Regions from separate parts of the Mus musculus genome. Here all the other regions are linked to region 3. Evidence: chromatin contacts called from public HiChIP or PLAC-seq, Micro-C and promoter capture Hi-C data. All regions are on one chromosome and are shown on one strand. Each heading gives the region's core, a stretch centred on a gene start, on an enhancer-like site or on the middle of the called end of the contact. The rest is flanking DNA. Distances are from core to core; before and after follow the strand shown. Region 1 holds the start of Olfml1 (olfactomedin-like 1). Region 2 overlaps Ppfibp2 (PTPRF interacting protein, binding protein 2 (liprin beta 2)). Region 3 holds the start of Rbmxl2 (RNA binding motif protein, X-linked-like 2). Region 4 overlaps Syt9 (synaptotagmin IX). Region 5 overlaps Ppfibp2 (PTPRF interacting protein, binding protein 2 (liprin beta 2)). Region 6 holds the start of Ppfibp2 (PTPRF interacting protein, binding protein 2 (liprin beta 2)).

Region 1 (3,190 bases), core at 54-2,553, 360 kb before region 3:
AGTCTAAACTGGCTTCAAACTTCCTGTTTAGCCAAAGATGACTCTGAAGCCCCTGATCCTCCTGCCTCCACTCCCTGAGTACTGCTGTTACAGCTGATATCATAAAACATACCTGGTTTCTGCAGTGATGAGCCTTGAACCCCAGGCTCCTGCACGCTAGGCTAGTTCTTACCAATTGAGTCATGTTCCCGACCCTGGGTTTTTGACTGTTCTAACAAAGTTCTACCTCAAATGCTCTCACTCTGTTTAACATTGCTGGGAAATCTCATTTCCAAACCCAAGTCCAGTTAGGAATAAAAAGCAAAAATCTATGGTGAGCCTCCATATGTAACACCACATTGTCTTATATTCACTTAACAGTTTATCATAAAAAGGAAAAGAGAAAAGCTGGAATCACTTAGCATCCCTATATAGTAAAAGATGAAGAAAACATGACTAGAGTTCTAATTCATACATTGAAGACTGAACTATTTGGTTTTGAATGTTCAACAACCTGAGAATTTACTCAGTGAGTTAGGCTATGTTCTGAGTATGGATTAATGACCCAAATAAAACATCCCTAATTTGAAATCTCTTTATTAAATCTGCAGAGTATCATTTGAACCTAAATTCTATCACTATGTCCATTTTATAGGTTAGAAAAACTGCCAGGGGAAAGTACAAGCGGCCTGCAATGGAGGTGGCATCTGAGCTGCTAGGCTATGCACATCTGTAAATGTCATCTTAGCAGTGATTCATTCTGTATCAGGAAGACATGCACCCTAGTTGACAGCAAAGTGGGGGCACAGCAGAGTGACTTCCAAGAGGCATACTCCCTGTGAAGGGAAGACAGGTCACCTACCTCGAGGACTTGGAAGCGCTGGTAGATGTAGTGTACCATGGCTGGGTCCTGGGCATGTTGTGGTGGGGGCAGAAATGCTGCAAGGAAGAGAACCAGGGAAGCAGAAGCTTCTTGAAGGGCCACCACCATCCTGCACACTTCCCAGGAACTCTGGTTCTCTAAAACGACTCAGGGGTCCGGGTGGTGATCTCTGGTTTTCTGTCTGCTGCTGTGGCAATTCCTTGGAAAACAACGCTTTGCATAGCCAGAGAGAACAAAGTCCGCTTGTTATTCTACCCGGTGCATGATCTCAGTTTCAAGCTGGTGATCAAGTCCAGCTGTTGGCAAGCCAGTCTCTGCAGGCCTTACGTGTTCACTTGGTTGCAGAGAGCTCCGGGGGTCCAGTGTCTGCTGCCCTCAGCTTGGCCATGCACAGACCCTCTCCAGGCTAATGGCTACTTACAGCTTCCAGGTTCAGAGTGTACGGGTTGGGGAAGGGGAGGGGAGGTCTTTTCTCCTCTCCCCTCCCCCAACTCTTTTACTTTTGGTTCCCTCCTCCTTAATAGACTGTGCAGTCCAATCGCAGGCCTAGCTCAACACAGGCCACCCCCCAAGGTCTCAGTGTTGGAATTTCAGTTCAGTTTCTGGCAGAAATTCCTAGGATCTTTTTCCAAGAAGTTCTGTTAGGAGACCCCACCTCTGTTTCTTGCATTCTCGTAGCTCTTAAAGGCATAGCAAGGAAATGTGAATGCTGATCTATGCCATCTCAGAAAAGTGTACAGGGCAGCATTGCTCTGTGGGCAGAGGGGTACAGTGGGCACAGGCCTGGCTACCCAGACCAACAGCTGAGAATTGTCAGGATTGAACTTAGAAGAAAAAAATTTTTTTCCTTTTTCTTTAGATTTATTTTTTAATTCATGTACACATGTATGCATGAAAATATGGGGCCCACAGTGGCCAGAACGTGGCCTCAGAGATTCCTGGGTCCAGAGTTACAATCTCTCTGATATGATTCCTGGGAACTGAACTCCAGTCCTCTGCAAGAGCAGCAGGTGCTTCTAACCACTGAGCCATCTCTCCTGGCCCAGAAGAAAATTTTTAGGATGAGAATGAATGATTGACACAGTGGTTTTTGGGACACTGAGTCATCAGGAAATGTAATCCCACTGTGAGAAAGTCCTCGAGTTTCCCATCATCAGTGTCAGAATTCCCATTAGCAGCAGCCTGGAAACCAGACCCTCAGGCCAGCTAAAGAGAAATCCCGTTGCTGGAGCAAAGCCATAAAACCTTCCATGTTTATGTTTCCTGTGCTAGTGCCTCCCCACCTTTACCTCTTTTTCCATAGGCAGGCCCAGGACCCCACCTCCATCTTCTGTTCTGTTTTATTTTGCATTGTTAATGAATCACTTTTTAAAATAGGGGAAATTGGAGCATTTATGGAATATGGAAAGAGCCCTGGTCGGGAGGTAGAAGACCTGAGTTTGCATTTGATCCATACACAAGTAGCTGAAATCTAAAATCTGAACATTTCTTATTGGTAGCTCTTGAATATCCTAGTTCTTAATAGATGTTCCTCTCTCCTCTTCTTTGATATGATTTTGGTCGCTAACTGGTTCTTCCCTATATCCTTGGTAATGTTCCAAGCACCATCTCCTTATTGTTAAGAACAATTGCTCTTGTTTCAGAGAACCATCTTTGAACTCCTTCCAAAACTGCCTGAACTTTAGCTAACTTCTCTTACATCCTTATTTAAAAACAAAACAAAACCAAAACCAAACTGCCTCGGACATCTGTGTCTTTCTTCCCACATATTAGTGCAGTCCTTAGTATCAGAGAAATCTCTCTCCCAAGAGATGGTGGTTAACACAGAAGCTCACAAGTGAGCAAACTACCAAGAAATCAATGACTGTAGCAAACTAAGCTACAAGTGGGACATGTATGTCACAGCCTTGCCCCAAGGCTCAAGTACCATCAGGAAAGAGGGAACAGGAAGATTATAAAAGCCAGATTTTGAAGAGGACTAGAGAAAAACAGCATCTTTTGGAGATGATAGGACTTCTGCACACATTAATTCACAGAAGGCATGGTTGCCTGCACAAGATCTGCACAAGATCAAGTCAGTCATCTTCCAGCATGGAATAGGAAGAGGTTTGTGAACTCCCACCCCTAACTGAGGAGCCATGGACAGCTGATGGCATCTTAGGTGAAGAGAGTCAGTTTTCTCTAAGGCTCTGGCTCCTTGTCAGTCCATCATGCTCCAGTGGATAGCCCTAGATCTAGAGCTATATGGACAGCACATATTGAAGTTGATGGGTTATTTAAAAAATTCTGAGGACTCAGATCAGCAGTAAATTAGCAAGCCCACTGCCT
Region 2 (2,911 bases), core at 403-2,902, 480 kb before region 3:
GAACTTTCTAAACCAATAAGATTTCCTTTCACTGGCACAGGCCTCTCCATCACATCCATGCTGCCTTGAAAGAAGTTTCCAGCAAGCTCTGTGCTTGCTGAGGGTAGGACCTGCAATTATGCGTGCTGTTTGACAATTACCCTGCCCCTTACCATCAGGTTATTCTCCTATGAGGAAACAGCAGAAATGTACAATTTAGAATCCAGACTTCATCCCTATTCTCGTCAAGAAAGGGAAGCAAAGAGCCAGAGCTCAGTGGCTGTGTTTGCCTAGCATGCACGAGGTCTAGCATCACTAACAATAACAATAATAGTCATAAATCAAAAGAAATAAAAGCATATTTATTGACCTTCCCAGATCAACATCTAGGCACACTGACTCCCAGTCACTCCATATCTCAGTCAGTTTCACATAAACCCTGGGGCTCTAGGACAGGCTGGAGGCTTGAAACACACAGATGTTGTCCCCCATTTCTCAGAGCAGGATGATGGCTTCACAAAGTCAGGACAATTTGCATCCTTCCTTCCTTTCCAAGGTATCTTCAAGTATACTTGCAGTCTAGGTAGACCTGGCCCTGAATCAGTTCTGTCTACTTGTGGTTTAATCTAATACCAAGAGAGGTCTTTGTGTTTTCTCCTGGAGACTGGATGAGTCCATGTTTAGATATGCCACCTGGCAGGTGGGCAGTCTCGGGACATCTGAGGAGGCCTGCCTGTGAGTTGGGTGAGTGGATACCTCTTCCTCCTGGGCTCCTGGAAGGAGTCTGACATTTGGGAAAGGACAGCTCAGTGGAATTGCTGGAGCTGAACGACATGCAGGGTTTGAACTATGCATAGCGCATCGAGGTTTTCTTAAGTCCCTGTGCTGCTTTAAATGAATGACCTCCCCGCTCCCCATGAGCTTGGTCTCCAGGTATTTGAACTATCTCAGAAGAATCGTGATCCTGCTGGAGGAGGTGTGTCACTCAGTTGGTTTTGAGGTTTCAAAATCCCACTCCATTCCTAGTTAGCTCTCTCCGCCTAAAACCTGTGGATCAGGATGTAAGCGCTCAGGCTACTGTTCCAGCGCTACGCCCACCTGCCTGCCTGCTGCCATGTTCCCAGCCATGATGGTCTTAGACTCTAACACTCTAGAGATATGAACTCCCATAAACTCTTTTCTAAATGTCCTTGGTCATGTTGTTTTATCACAGCAACAGAAAAGTAACTAAGATAGTCTCCCAGTGCTATTGTAGCCAATGGATATGGGAAGTCTACAGCATACATTGTAGACTAGAGGTCTCCCTGCCAGGCACAACCTACAGTTATTTACTCTGAGGTTCACATAGGACATTTCAAAACTGAAATGAATTGAAAAATTTTTAGGATATCTTTAAATCTTTAATGTTTACCTCTGTGTAAAATAACAAAACTAGAATATCTTGCATTACTGGGTTCACAAAGGCACTGAACTAGCACTGAAAACAGTTGTTACCTTTAGACCGGATGCATTAGTGTACAGTGTTATCTGGACCAGCAACATCCCCAGGAAGTGCTGGGTTCTAGGCAAACAGAAGGCCCTACTGGAGACAGGGAAAGACTTCATTCAGAGCAATGGGCCAGGTCTGGCAGGACAGGCAGAAAGAAGCGATTGTGTCCATTCTCTGCCTCTAGGTCATGAGTCATTCTCGTTCCAAACACCAGAAGCCAAGAGCCCTGCAGCCAAGGATATCTCAGCCAGACGGAGCAAGTCTGTACCTGCCCCCAGCTCACAAGACCTATACTACTCCAGGTTGTAAACAACACTGCACCAGTACTGGGGTGTAAGACCCAGGGTCTTCACGGACAGATTCCAGGACAGCAGTAATACTGAACTTGAGATCCAGTGCTGGAACACCAAGTCCATCAAACACCTAGTGTGAGCTAAGGCTCAAATGCATCCCACAATTTAAATGTGTAACCTTTATGAAATGCTACTCTTACAAGATTGAGAGACTGTACTGAAAGTCATAGACACAGAACTTAGTCAGTCAAGTTCTAGAAGGGACAAATTATAGCAGATGATGAATGACAATACTGGGTAGCAAACCAATGCCTGCCTGATACCTTACTCATAAGCACATGGGAAGAGCAATGGAACTAGAAGAAATAGGATACAAAAGCTAACTGACCTAAGGTTTTCAAAAGGCTCAACTGCTTTCTGTGTGACACTGCTGACAGGTAAGCCAGCCTCTGCCCAGGAGTGCTGGCCACCTCCCTCCATTGAGCTCCTTGATTGACAGGAGCACTGTCATAGCAGGAAGTAGAGCAGCCGTGAAAGCATCAGCACAGAGAGGTGCACAGCTCCAGCACTACAATGCAGCTATTCTCTAGCTTGGCTTCTAGCCAGGTACCACCTTCCTGAAACGGCAGCCCTCTGATACTTTCTCACACAGTCACTTTCATGGTCTCTTTCTGAACTGTTTACAATAGTCTATCATCTGCCTTACCCTCCCCCACACACCTCAGGAAGTCCTGAAAACTCGATCCCCATGTGTTTCATGCAAGATTGTTTCCCAATCAGACTATTTTCTTTTCCAGATATTTAAAAGACAAAATTTGGTTTTTAATTCCATAAAAGACCTCTTGTTGCTAATCATAGTTTCTCAGAAAAAAAAATCTAAGTATGAAAAATAGTATAGAATCTAAACAAAATCAAACTGAGACAGAATAGTGTAATTTATTAATCGGGAGTGAAGGACAGAAAGTTAATAACAACATTCCAAGCTGTTGCAAGTCAATTTTATAAAAACATGTCCATTGAGATACTCATTTACCTTTTCTTCCCCCTAAATTCTTCAAATCCACCCATACAAAACTAACACACCCAGAAACGCTGACACTTAGCAGGCCAGCAGTAGAACACAAAGCCTGTGCTCACAAGCTGAACTTGA
Region 3 (3,200 bases), core at 337-2,836:
TTTCTGTGCAAAGACCTTAGAACTGTTTGCCTCATTTATCAGGCAAATTTGGAAGGGAAGAAGCCTTTACGGGAACTATTTTGAACGAGAAGGAAGACTACTACGCAGCAGGTTCAAGTCATACTTTTAACACGAGCTTGTTGAAACGTTTAACAATTCCAAAATGAAATTAAACGAGTTTTAACTTTTTTTTTGCCTCTCAAATGCATAAAATTGCAGAGGAAGTTAACAAGGGGGGAAAAAAATCTTAAAACGGTAAAAATAAGAAAAACAACTCTTCTTAGGACTAGTCCTTGGATGAGTTACCAGGAAACTGATTCTTCTTTTTCTAGACTTCCGATGCCAGTCCTGAGGCCAGCGGGCTCAGTACCTGCTCCGGCCTCCCCCTCGCTCCAGGCGGCTTCCCACGCGGCCTCCGCCCCTCGGGGGCGCCCGGCGGCCCGAGCGGCTGTAGGAATCCCGCGGCGCCGGGCAGTTTCGTTCTACAGACGGCGGCAGCCCGCGCTCCGGCCTACCCACGCGCTCACGGCCACTCGAGTAGCGCTCGCTGCGGTAGCTGTCGCGGCCGCCATAGCCGTCGGGCGAGCAGCCTCGGTACTCGTCATAGCGGCCCCCGCCGTAAGATGGCGGTGGCCCTCGGGCAGGACCGGCGCCACGCGGGTCCCCGTAGCTGTCGAAGGGGTCGCGGTAGGAGCCTCCGCTAGGATGCTCGTAGTCGCGCTCGCGGCCGCCGTAGCCGTCGCGCTCACAGTAGCCCCGGGAAGGGCATTCGTCTCGCGCGCTCGAGTGGCCATAGTCGCGGTAGGTGTAGTCGCGGGGCGAGGGCGCGAAGTCGCGCGGGTCCCGGGCGCTCGGGTAGTCGCGGCTCGAATAGCTCTCCCGGGGCGAGTAGCCCTCGTCGCGCGGGCCCAGGTACGGGTCGCGGCGCGGCGGTGGCAGCTCCCGGCGCGGCGGGCCCCCGTAGCCGTCTCGTCCCCGGGAGCCCGCCGCCCGCCCGCGAATTCCCGCGCCGCTGCGCGCGGGGCCCGACGGCGCTGCTCTTTTGGGCGGAGGCCCGGCCCGGCGCGGCGGCGGCCCGCGCTTCAGTGGCATGGGGGCCCGCGAAGGCCGCAGGTCGAAATCCCCCGTGTAGCCGCCTTCGTCGGCCGACCCGCCCCGGGAGGGAGGGCGCCTCGGGCCGCCGCCACGGGTCCCGCGCAGGCCCCTCGGGCGGCCGCGGCTTCGGGGAGGAGGGGGCCCGCGCCGGCCGCTCTCGAACACCGGCTTGGTGGCTTGGGCCACTTTGATGGCCTTACCATCCAGGGACTTGCCGTTCATGTCTCGGGCTGCGGCCTTGGCGTCCGCGGGGTTCTCGAAGGTGACGAAGGCGAAGCCTCTGGACTTGGAGGTTTCCCGGTCCTTCATCAGGAGCACCTCGATGATGCGGCCATACTTGCCGAAAGCGGTTTCGAGGCCCTTCTCGTCGGTCTCGAGGTTGAGACCGCCGATGAAGAGCTTCCCTGGACGGTCGGCTTCAACCATGTCGGCAGCAGCGACGGCAGCAGCGGCGATTGAGGTGGTGAAGAGCCGAGAGACGGCGCGACACTGAGCTCCTCGGCTGGTCCAGACCGCCTCCTACCGGTCGGGGAGCGCTGTGCGTAGGCGGGAGGGCGGAAGGCAGGGCCCGGCGGCCCCTGAGCCACGGGCGACTCCTGCCTGTGATTGGTCGGCAGGTCCGCACCTCAAGCGAGTGTCTCGGGGAGGCGGAAACTGGTTTGTGGCTTCGGTGGGCTCTCCCGGCTCACTCTGCTGGCCCTGGCTTCACGTGTGGGCCCCGTCCCAGAAGCGCGGCTGAATTCAAAAGCCGTTAGGCGAAGAAGAAAGAAAGTTCCATTGCTCTTAATGAGAAGAATCCCAAAGCATTCCAAACCTAGTTACCCACACGAGTTTAAAACAAACAAACAAACAAACAAACAACCCCCTGGAAAATGAAATTAGGAGTCGTTTAAAAGATTTAGAACGGAGTTTGTATATAAAGCTTAGTCATGAGATGCGGGGTTTATTTTTTCCCCTGAAGGGAAGAAGGTGTTGGAAGGGGAATCAACAGTGGAATAGATGGATTTACTTATTATTATTATTATTATTATTATTATTATTATTATTATTATTATTTACTTAAACCTTTGTCCGTTTGGTCTCATATGTGTACACGAAAATGGTTTTCACATTTCTTCCTGCCAGTTTGTAAGGTTTAATCCTAACCATGATTATCTTGTCTATTTCTCCTCCTTTTTAAAACTTCTCTTATAAAATGGTTTGTCATATTTTTCCTCAGCTGTGGAAGAAGTTTCTTATTCCATTTTCTCTAATGTTCTCTAAGTTTATAAATGTGCTTAGTTTGATGCCTAATCTTTCACGGGTGTGTGTATCCATGTAACCATGACCCCCACACGTCAAGATGCCTACCAGTCCCCTCACTGGAACTCTCCCATTGTATTTCCATCAGAACAGTGCCTGCTTTCCTCACAATTGGGCTCACTGTTTTCTCATCTACCACAAGTGGAATTTTCCTGTTCTTTGGCTTTATATACATTTACTTCTGTAATCACAATGAACTCTTGTGATTTTGCTGATTCACCCAGCATATTTTGTGATTTATCTATGTGACTAGTGTGATATTTTTAAAATATTTCTTATATAGTTCTTTTGCATCCTTTCTCCCTCTCTTTGGTGAACATTGGAACATCCACCACTCTGGAGAGTGCCTCCTTCCTAACCAAATCATTTAGGAAACCTGACCCCAAAATACATTTGGATTCCATTTAATTCCATTTTGCACTGTTAACACCTTCATACAAGCTACAGACATATAACACAGTCTTTGTCTAGGCTTCTTGGTATAGGGCTTCCTAAAACCCTTAGCATTTCTGGGAAAGAATGCCTTTTGTTATTTCTAGGACATACTTGGTGCCCAAGGATGACGCGATGGTTTGAATGAGAATGGCCCTATAGAATAATAGTTGAATGCTTACTCACCAGGGAGTGGAACGGTTGAGAAGGATTGGGAGGTGTGATCTTGTTGGAACAGTTGTGTCACTGGGTGTGTGCTTTAAGGTTTCAAAAACCCATGCCAGGCCCAGTGTCTTTCTCTCTCTGTCATCTTCCCTACACCCCCATCTTTGACAAGGATCAGAATGTAACTGTCACTTATTACTCTCGTG
Region 4 (2,804 bases), core at 171-2,670, 330 kb before region 3:
TTTGGAAATTATGGTGATATGGAAGCAGATGATTAGGTGGGGGGAAGAAATAGCAAGATCAAAACAACTGAAAGTAAATTAGCAAAGCTCCTTACGTCACAAAGCTTTTGGGAATGTGAGGTCTCTGGGGCGGTGAGTCAATGCCAGCAGGGTAGAAACAAAAGAATTTTCCTGAGGATTCCTAGGCTTTGTTTTCATCTCACATTGTTAAGTGAAGCAAGTAATACTAACACCGAGGGGAAAAGAATTCTTAGAGCCAGCATAATTGTATGATCCCTAATCGTGCAAGACCCGGTTGAGCTCTGAGGTACAGACATGTCTTCTAAATGGCTGAGACGTGGGACTGCAAAGTGTGAGGAGAGTTAGTATATCTGCATGCTCTTTCCAGGGACACTGTAATAGAAGAAACAAAGCAGAGGTCAAGTATAACAGCTACAGGCTGAGAGCTTGATGGTTATAACAAGTGTCAGCTTGACAGGATCTAGAATTTCCTGGGAGACAGGTATGTCTGAGAGATGATCTAGTTTAGGCCAATTGAGGCAGGGAGAGCCATGTGAAAGCAGCCAGCCAATACCATTCATCTCTGTTTCCTTACTCTGGAAGCACTTCGAATTTCCCCTGCCACACCTCCCTAGTTGTAAGGTTAGGAGTTAGCCAAATAAACCCATTGTCTTAGCTAAGGTTCCTAAGACTATGAAGAGACACCAGACCACAGCAACTCTTATAAAGGAAAATATTTAACTGGGGCTGGCTTATAGTTTCAGAGGTTTACTTCATTATTATCATGGAGGGAAGCATGGTGGCATACAGACAGATGTGGTGCTGGAGAAGTTCTACATCTGGCAGGTAGCAGGAAGAGAGAGATACTGGGCGTGGCTTGAGCATTAGAAACCTCAAAGCCCACCCCGAAGTGATTCACTTCCTCCAACAGGGGCGCATAAAATAATCCTTTCAAACAATGCTACTCCCTATGAGCCTATGGGCACCATTTCCATTCAAAGCATCTTGTCCCTTCCTTCCCTCCATGCTTGTCTCAGGTGTTTGGTCACAGTAACAAAAACCACAACTAACACAGTGAGAAAGTGAGAGGGAGAACCTTTCCCAAAGCGTCCTGTGCGGTCCATCCACTCTGGATGGCTATGATGGTTATACTCTAGCAGCAGTGGTGTGGAAGAACACTGTGTCTAAAAGCTCTGTCTGGAACCAAAAGTCCTGTTTCAATCTCGTCTGCCTTTGTGATGATGATAAACACACACACACACACACACACACACACACACACACACACACCCCAGCTGCTTACAGAATAAAGCATGGCTGCTGCTCTGACAAACAAGTAAAGGATACTGCTTTGTCTTCTCACACCAGGTGAGGGGGAGGAGCTCCTTGTATGCTGTGCCCAAGACAGAGCCCCAGGGGCAGAGTTAGCAAGCGGCAGCACATTATACACCTCAAGGTTAACCAAGACCGGCTTCTCATCACCTCTACCACAAAGGAAAGCAACAAGGCCAGGTCCAAAGTTACTGATTCGAGACCTGACAAGACTGAAGAGGGTCACACAGAAAGACTAGGACAGACGGTCCACTCAGCCTGCTTGCTTTGCCACTCATCTGCTGGTGACAGTGAACACACTATGTAAGGCTCAGTTTGTTTTGTGGGAGACAATACTGTTTGCCTGTTTATAGGCTGCACTCTTTACCTTTCTTGTTACTGTGACACAGTATTTAGCAAAAGCAACCTAGGGGAGGGCAGGCTTATTTTGGCTTTCAGTTTGAGAGGACACAGTCTTTGCGGAACACCAGATACTGGGTGACACTGTGTCCGCAGCCAGGAAGCAGAGATGAATGTTGGTGTTCACTCTTTCTTTCCCTTTTTTATTTAGGCCAAATCCTGAGTCCATGGGATAGTGTCACTCACACTTACATCTGGGTTTACTTTGCTCAGCTAAATCTTCCTGGAAAACTCCCCTTTAAAGAGACACCTAGTGTTAGCAACCCTTCTAGGCTCTGCCCCACAGTTACCTGGCAACAGCCAGGTATGCCTGGCTTAGTATAAGCCAGTTCATTCTCTCTGCTCTCTCTCTTACTCTCTGCTCTTTCTTTCCCTGACCCCCTTCTCTTCTTCCTTCTTCCTCATCTCTCTCCATGTGTTCCTGGCCAGCTTCTTCTTCCCCCCACCCCCTGCTCTCTCTCTTCTCCCTTCCCAACTCCCCTACCCATGTCCTAAATAAACTCTATTCTATACTATATTTGTCGCATTGGTACTTTATGGGGAAGGGATACCTCAGCATGGGCCTAATGAGGCACCTCCCCTCCCACCTCACCATACCATGCCTCTATCAAAACATATCCTGGCCTCTTTATTTTATAAAACACAACATCTAGAGACATGTCCCCTAGATGATTCCCAAGTTAGACAACTTGCCAATGGCGATTAAGCACCACACAGGGTGAAAGCTCAATTGGATGATGTATATACATAGCATGATAAAGCGCCTTGGTGAGAGGAGGAATTTGGTGCAAGAATATTTACATTATATCATTGTTAATTCAAGGTATTGTTTTTAAAAACAAGGTGTTTTAGCTAGGGTTTTATTGCTGTGAAGAGACACCATGACCAGTGCAACTCTTATAAAGTAAAACATTTCATTAGGGCTGGCCTACAGGTTCAGAGGTTTACTCCATTGTCATCATGGTGGGAACCATGGCAGCATGCAGGCATGGTACTGGAGCAGCTGAGAGTTCTAAATATTGATCAGAAGACAGCCTAAGAAGACTGGATTCCACACGGGGCTTGGCTTGAAT
Region 5 (2,785 bases), core at 63-2,562, 410 kb before region 3:
AGATGCTTCCACTTAGCACATACCCAAATACTCAAGCCCTTCTCACCAAACCACAGTGCTTTAAACAAAACCATAATCCAACACCACGTAACAACAGCAGGGCAGTCACACAGCTTAGCACCCTCCTCTGCAGGGGACAAAGAGCATTCCAGAGCACTGTGACTTTACCTCCAAGTGCTACAAACTACTTCTGGTGGAACTGTCCCTCAGTATGGAGAACAGGACTAACATCTCCCTCCCCATTAAAATGCAGACCTCTTAGGAGAGACACTACCCCAAAGGGACAGCAGGTCACACTACCCTGTAGAACTGAACCAGCCCCCAAGGAGGACAGTCCAGCCAGGAAGCCAGTGAGTGGAGTGGCGTATATCCAGACACCACATCTGGCCCTAGATGAAGGAGCACTAAGAAGAGGGTGACATTCCCCTTCGTTTGGTTATTTAATATTTTCAAGTGGCATCTTCACCTTCCTCTGACCATCCACACCTCCAAGTCAGCTCCTGGCATTCTGTTCAGCAACCAACCTGCTCATGTCAAACTCAAAGGACAAGTGCAGTACAGACACTACAGGGACACGAGTGACCCAAGTCACAGTCCTTACCCGTGTACCCTATGACAGGTTGCTTGGGCAGGTCTAGGAACAGACTATTCATGCACTGCACCAAGAGAAAGACTCAGAGTGGGAGTGGGAAGTGAGATCCCAGCCTATACCTCTGGGAAAAGTAAGATGGGGGCCAAGCAGCAGGCGAGCAGTCAAACACCACAGCCTTCCTTTCATCTGCCCCGTCGTCATACCACAGGAGAAGCTGATCTGTCTCCACACAGAGGGAGGGGCCACTGCAGCCACTGAGAGAACTTTGGATGGAGAGTCCCTCCTTCTTTGCCAGAGCCTCAGAAAATGAGAGGTAAATGTAAGTGTGATGGTTGAGATGAAGAGGCCAAAACAACTCCAAACTGCAGCCCTTCCTGGCAAGCCCCCCCCCCCCCCCCCCCCCCCGCCTGGTCCAGCTGCCCCTCCAACACCCCCCAGTGCTTCTCACAATGTATCACAATGATGGCAAATGACTTCCTGCCTGGGCAATTTCCACCTGCCTGTAAACACAGCCTTCTGGGAGTTCACAGTAGGTTTCCTGCCTCCTCGAAGTGAATAGACTTTGTCTGCATTATCTCATTAGTGAGGGATACATTACAATTATCGGCTCTGTTTTGCAAAGTCTGCGACCAGAGACCAGAGAAAGAGTGACTACAGTGGAAGCTGAGGCCAGCTTGAGAACAGTCTCACCTCCACTCACCCCCTGAACTTGTCATCCAGGCAAGGGCATCCGGAAAAGGAGCACTTGGAAGCCACAGACTCCTCCCACAAATCCTGTGGAAGATGCAGAGTAAGAGAAAGCACCAAAACCAGGGAGCAGCCCGCGGCAATATTAAAAAACTTTAGAGGAGTTATACTGCCTGGGTGAAAAATCTCAACTTAAGACACTCTGTGTCTGCTGGAATCCCTGACACTGAAGCTACAGGAGAGCATCTTCATGTCCGTGTCTTTTGCATGCTGTCTCCTCAACCTAAAGACCCCTTTCAACAGTCTCTATAAAACACGAAAAATTATTATTTTTTCTTCAATGTTCTATGCTCTCCATAAAAGCATCCAAATCATCTCTGCTGAGACCTACAACAGGCTCTCTTGGCTGCATTTATTGTCTCCTGTTGCCAAGGAAATAGCCAATGGAAAAAGACTGGCATTGCCTCTTGTATGGCAAAGTATCTAACAGGTGAGCATGAGAGAAGGAACAGAGCATGTGCGGTTCTGCCCTGTCCTTTCCCTCTCCCTAGATATCTTAGTGAGGGGGGTGGCCTGTCTCTGAAGGGAACTACATTTATATATGCCAATACTAGAAATGGGCATGTTAATTCTACAAAGGAATGCATAAGAACCCTATGACCACAATCTCTATAAATAACCCCATCAGCTATAAAGCTGATAGCTTAGTATGCCTCCAGCTCCTGGTCCTGTTTTTCAACTGTTGCCAATTTCAGTATCATGAACAATTTAGTGTTGGTATCAGGACCTCCAAAACCTGTGACATCACATAGGCGGGACCCACAAAACTGTTGCCTTGGCAACAGCCATCATATTCCCAGAATCCACTTGGCTCACCTTCCACATTTACCTGTGTTACGTCATCGCCCATATACAAAGAAAGGCCCCCCTGATCTCTCTCTTTCCCCCTTTCCACCACCACCTTGCCCCTCCCTCTCCCAATAAACCTCACGTGGAACTGTTTGGCCTTGTGTAGTACTTCTGAAGCCACACAGTATTCAAGATCCTAACAATTAGCACAATTCAAATGAAGCCAGGACACTCAGTGAAGGACAAAGCAGCAGTGTCTGTGGGAAGCCACATATGCCATTACAAGGTGGCGCTGGCTACCACTGGCCACCACGCATAAGTTTGGGTAAACAACCAATGTGTACATATGCAGTAAAGTTTTTTGCCGAGTCACTGCCTGGCCTGGGCATGTTAATGAGGTTCTGTGAGGTACTGAGAGCATAACCAATCGGGTGTAGATATGTAAATGGGGTATGTAAATGAGGTATGTTAATGAGGTTGTGAGGTTCTGAGAGCATAACCAATCGGATGTAGACATGTAAATGAGGTAGTAAATGCATAACCAATCCAGGTGTGAGACACGCCCCTCCTAGGCCTATATAAGCAGCACCAGTTCTGGGCTGGGGTCTTTTCACCTCTGCAATCAAGCTCTCCCAATAAACGTGTGCAGAAGGATCC
Region 6 (2,860 bases), core at 318-2,817, 390 kb before region 3:
CCCCTAGAATTTCTGTAAGTTTGTTCCAACCTTCATCTGTCTTTATCTCTTACATGTATCTCTTATGTTATCCATCCACTTAGCATATCTGCCTTAGTTACCAAAACACAGACAATAGTAGCAATAAACTAAAATCGGCACATCATCAAACCTCAGAGTGATACCACTAATATATTATGTGAGGGCTGAGTGTTGTTGCTCAGTGGTAGAGCACTTGCCTAGCTAAGCATTCACAAGGGTCTAAATGAGATCACCAGTTCCCATCACCATCAGCCTTAAATAAAATCCCAAATGAAAATAACAACAAAAGACTTAACAATATTCCACTTCAAAGTCACGTAAATATGCATACAAACGGGCTGGTGAAGAAAGAAATAATTTCTAATCAGATAACATGTTTAGTATACCAATAGTAATCTAAGACTGAAGATTAATTAGGTCTGTAATTGACTTCCTTCCTGTAGTTGAGCATTTACCTTAACAAAATACTCGGTAATCTAATAAACACTACAGTCTACAATATAATCAATTAAGGACCAAGAGAAATGAACACAGGCAGAAATAAAACCAAAATATGAAGAGGAAGACTGATCTATATCAAATATCTCAGTGCTCTAAGAAAGAGCTGAATGCCTATTTGAATCCTACCGGAACCTTGGAAGTTCTAGTTTTTAAACATATAATAACCTTATTTTGATCGGAGGGAAAAGTATGGGTCTGGCGTCAGGATGGAAGGAGGGAAGAGGACCCACTTTTAAAAACAGAAGCATCCCCACACCCTAATCCTGCCTTGAGCCTTTGGGAAGTGTGTTGCATTTAGCAATTAGTGCACAGAACTGCTCCTGGCCAAAGCGCTCTGGACCAAAGGTCTATGGAACAAACCCACCTAGGTATCTCCAGTTGATGCCACTGCTGCCCTCACGGGACTCAAGGCTTGGGTCAAAATCGCCCGGAACTCTGAGATATCGGAACACCCCGGTATCCTGGGGACCACTCTGCCACCTGTAGAAGCGCGGGGCAGGTGGCACATCCAGAGCGAGGTCGGGTAGAAAACTCAAGCAAATCCAGGGGAGTTGCTCCCTTTTCTCAGTCTCCCAGACAAATAAGTGGGTCCCCAAGTCTTGAAAACGTTCGAAGGTCTAAAAGACCACAGACGCCCAACTACCCATGTAGTTCTTGGATCTGGGGGTACTCAGTTCCCGGGATAGCGGTGAGCCGAGGCAGGGAGACCCACTGACCTGGATGCCAGAGTGCAGCTTCTCTCTCGGAGGCTCAGGTATGCAGGTCGCTCCTGTGTCCCTCACACTTTCCAACATAAGAGCGGAGAACCCAGTGACAGGCCACTGGCCCAAGGACCAACTGCCAACCAAGTGGCAGACCCGCCAGCACCGACCCGGTTCGGCACCCACGTGACGGAGGCGGGGATCCCAGAGAGGCTGGTCCCGGAGTGTGGCTCTCTGGCTGCTGGGACCTTCCCCCTAGGAACCGCCCCTCTGCCACCCCTCCTCCTTCTCCCGCACCGCAGTGGCCCGCGAGGACCCAAGAGCCACAGTTCCAGTTCCACAGGGACTTGCCTGGTCAGCCCCGCCCCCAGGCAGAGCTCCCGTGCTGGCTCAAACCCCGCCCCTCCCGGGAGACCACGCCCCTCTCTGGGTCCAGCCCACTGCTTGCACCTAGGACTCTTGCACTCTTCCGGCCGCAGAAAGGACCCTAGGCATTTTCCTTGTGTCCCACTGTGCTCAGGTCTCCAGAGTTTTTGTAATCTGTCAGCAGGACGAGGAAAGCGTGCGGAGAATTGCAGAAAGGAGCACCGAAGCGCAAGCGTACACACACACACACACACACACACACACACACAGCGGGCCTTGTGTAACCCCATTGAGATTAAGGGTAGTCTAAGACCTGTATCATTCCCAATCAGCCCAGACCAACCCCAATTTGGGTTCCATGTCACTCTTAGATCTGTCTAACTCAACCTCCGCCGCCGCTCCCCCCGCCTTTCCTGAAGGTCCCTCTAGTGGTTAAAGCTCTGGTGTTCTGTCTTGTGAATAGCTGAAGACAGAACACTTCCTGTGCCCTGCAAGGTCAGGTACAAGTATGCAAAACAAACAAACAAAAAAAACCTGGAGACCGAATCCCAGCACCTACCTCGAGCGTGCATAAGGCCCTGGGTTTTACCACAGCTGCTTGCCCTACCCGGGCCTCCAAGGGCCGGTTGCTCATTTTATCTGCTTAGAATCTCCAGGGCCTCAGATGGCAGGGATACAGGGACTCTGGCAGGAGTCTCTACTAAGCTGGACTCCAGTTGCTTACACCTGGAGTGTTGACAGACACGACTCGTCTTTTTTTTTTTTTTTTTTTTTTCAAAATTAGTCTAAAATTACTGGTATGACCAGAGGCTTGCACACATGAACAGAAGATCATAAATACTGTGGCAAACAGGTGTGTGAGCACTGCGGGGACATGGCCAGCAGCAGAGCAAAGGCAAAGCCAGTAGAGGAAGATTGGGGCCCCAGACTTGTGTCACAGCAGGACACCCTTCGGTTCTTTCACTTCCTTAAAATAGCGGGTGAGAGGCTTTTGGAAACAGAGCCTGCGCAGTTCATATAAGTTCAAGTGTGGGCAGTTCCAAATCCCACTGGTAGCTTGGGGCCACGGGGGCAGTTTCTTCCCCCAGGCCCCCAGAAACTGCAGCATTTTCTCAGAACTATACAATTATTTTGTAAAATGTTTTATGAACTTGGCTTTCTCAAGCTTCTGTGCAGTTTGGGAAGGAGCTTTAAAAGTACAGACGCCGGGCGTGGTGGTGCACGCCTTTGATCCCAGCACTCGGGAGGCAGAGGCAGGTGGATTTTTGAGT

The links. Promoter capture Hi-C pulls out the DNA fragments that hold promoters and counts their contacts. Hi-C and Micro-C count contacts between places; a contact is called where the count stands out from the background. HiChIP or PLAC-seq counts read pairs in DNA pulled down with a chosen protein or histone mark.
Region 1: a contact with region 3 is called in a promoter capture Hi-C map of stem cell-derived epiblast-like cells, with 6 times the contacts expected there. The contact joins the promoter of Olfml1 here to the promoter of Rbmxl2 in region 3. A contact is called at or near these places in 19 of 39 promoter capture datasets (the HPC-7 cell line, Sertoli cells, cranial neural crest and 9 more), 4 of 15 datasets of contacts at CTCF or cohesin (embryonic stem cells and stem cell-derived epiblast-like cells), 46 of 484 Hi-C or Micro-C datasets (the AtT-20 cell line, cerebellar granule neurons, cortical neurons and 9 more), 15 of 115 datasets of contacts at active chromatin or transcription factors (embryonic stem cells and stem cell-derived neural progenitor cells) and 3 of 9 other capture datasets (embryonic stem cells, liver and pancreatic islet).
Region 2: a contact with region 3 is called in an H3K27ac HiChIP or PLAC-seq map of trophoblast stem cells, with 6 times the contacts expected there. The contact joins the enhancer-like site here to the promoter of Rbmxl2 in region 3. A contact is called at or near these places in 8 of 39 promoter capture datasets (cranial neural crest, embryonic stem cells, hippocampal neurons and 2 more), 3 of 115 datasets of contacts at active chromatin or transcription factors (embryonic stem cells, stem cell-derived neural progenitor cells and trophoblast stem cells) and 1 of 9 other capture datasets (embryonic stem cells).
Region 4: a contact with region 3 is called in an H3K27ac HiChIP or PLAC-seq map of embryonic stem cells, with 6 times the contacts expected there. The contact joins the enhancer-like site here to the promoter of Rbmxl2 in region 3. A contact is called at or near these places in 19 of 39 promoter capture datasets (the C10 cell line, the HPC-7 cell line, HPC-7-derived erythroid cells and 10 more), 4 of 15 datasets of contacts at CTCF or cohesin (embryonic stem cells and stem cell-derived epiblast-like cells), 101 of 484 Hi-C or Micro-C datasets (the AML12 cell line, the AtT-20 cell line, the Ba/F3 cell line and 45 more), 23 of 115 datasets of contacts at active chromatin or transcription factors (astrocytes, bone marrow-derived dendritic cells, differentiating embryonic stem cells and 4 more) and 2 of 9 other capture datasets (embryonic stem cells and pancreatic islet).
Region 5: a contact with region 3 is called in an H3K27ac HiChIP or PLAC-seq map of embryonic stem cells, with 6 times the contacts expected there. The contact joins the enhancer-like site here to the promoter of Rbmxl2 in region 3. A contact is called at or near these places in 9 of 39 promoter capture datasets (cranial neural crest, embryonic stem cells, frontonasal cranial neural crest and 5 more), 1 of 484 Hi-C or Micro-C datasets (embryonic stem cells), 5 of 115 datasets of contacts at active chromatin or transcription factors (all in embryonic stem cells) and 2 of 9 other capture datasets (embryonic stem cells and pancreatic islet).
Region 6: a contact with region 3 is called in a Micro-C map of embryonic stem cells, with 2.9 times the contacts expected there. The contact joins the promoter of Ppfibp2 here to the promoter of Rbmxl2 in region 3. A contact is called at or near these places in 11 of 39 promoter capture datasets (cranial neural crest, embryonic stem cells, epiblast stem cells and 5 more), 1 of 15 datasets of contacts at CTCF or cohesin (embryonic stem cells), 8 of 484 Hi-C or Micro-C datasets (embryonic stem cells and nephron progenitors), 12 of 115 datasets of contacts at active chromatin or transcription factors (craniofacial prominence, embryonic stem cells, forebrain and 1 more) and 3 of 9 other capture datasets (adipose tissue, embryonic stem cells and pancreatic islet).

What each region holds. Positions count from the first base shown.
Region 1 is chr7:107,565,546-107,568,735 of GRCm38.p6, reverse strand. Olfml1 (olfactomedin-like 1) reads right to left here and starts at 1,303. Exons shown (of 3, transcript NM_172907.3): 1 at 842-1,303. The coding sequence starts at 970.
Region 2 is chr7:107,687,017-107,689,927 of GRCm38.p6, reverse strand. The region is part of intron 5 of Ppfibp2 (PTPRF interacting protein, binding protein 2 (liprin beta 2)); the gene reads right to left. Among named protein-coding and RNA genes, the nearest start is that of Cyb5r2, 70 kb to the left of the region's middle. Within about 2 kb of position 1,652, at least 29 of the 459 cell types and tissues checked have an H3K27ac peak or open chromatin away from gene starts, as enhancers often do. A contact at or near this core is called in trophoblast stem cells, where this site is marked.
Region 3 is chr7:107,207,831-107,211,030 of GRCm38.p6, reverse strand. It overlaps Rbmxl2 (RNA binding motif protein, X-linked-like 2), which reads right to left and starts at 1,586. Exons shown (of 1, transcript NM_029660.2): 1 at 115-1,586. The coding sequence starts at 1,521. The coding sequence ends at 364.
Region 4 is chr7:107,534,082-107,536,885 of GRCm38.p6, reverse strand. The region is part of intron 6 of Syt9 (synaptotagmin IX); the gene reads right to left. Among named protein-coding and RNA genes, the nearest start is that of Olfml1, 32 kb to the left of the region's middle. Within about 2 kb of position 1,420, at least 8 of the 459 cell types and tissues checked have an H3K27ac peak or open chromatin away from gene starts, as enhancers often do. A contact at or near this core is called in differentiating embryonic stem cells, embryonic stem cells and olfactory sensory neurons, where this site is marked.
Region 5 is chr7:107,616,633-107,619,417 of GRCm38.p6, reverse strand. All of the region lies in intron 1 of Ppfibp2 (PTPRF interacting protein, binding protein 2 (liprin beta 2)), which reads right to left. Among named protein-coding and RNA genes, the nearest start is that of Ppfibp2, 23 kb to the right of the region's middle. Within about 2 kb of position 1,312, at least 44 of the 459 cell types and tissues checked have an H3K27ac peak or open chromatin away from gene starts, as enhancers often do. A contact at or near this core is called in embryonic stem cells, where this site is marked.
Region 6 is chr7:107,593,758-107,596,617 of GRCm38.p6, reverse strand. Ppfibp2 (PTPRF interacting protein, binding protein 2 (liprin beta 2)) reads right to left here and starts at 1,567. Exons shown (of 25, transcript NM_008905.2): 1 at 1,239-1,567.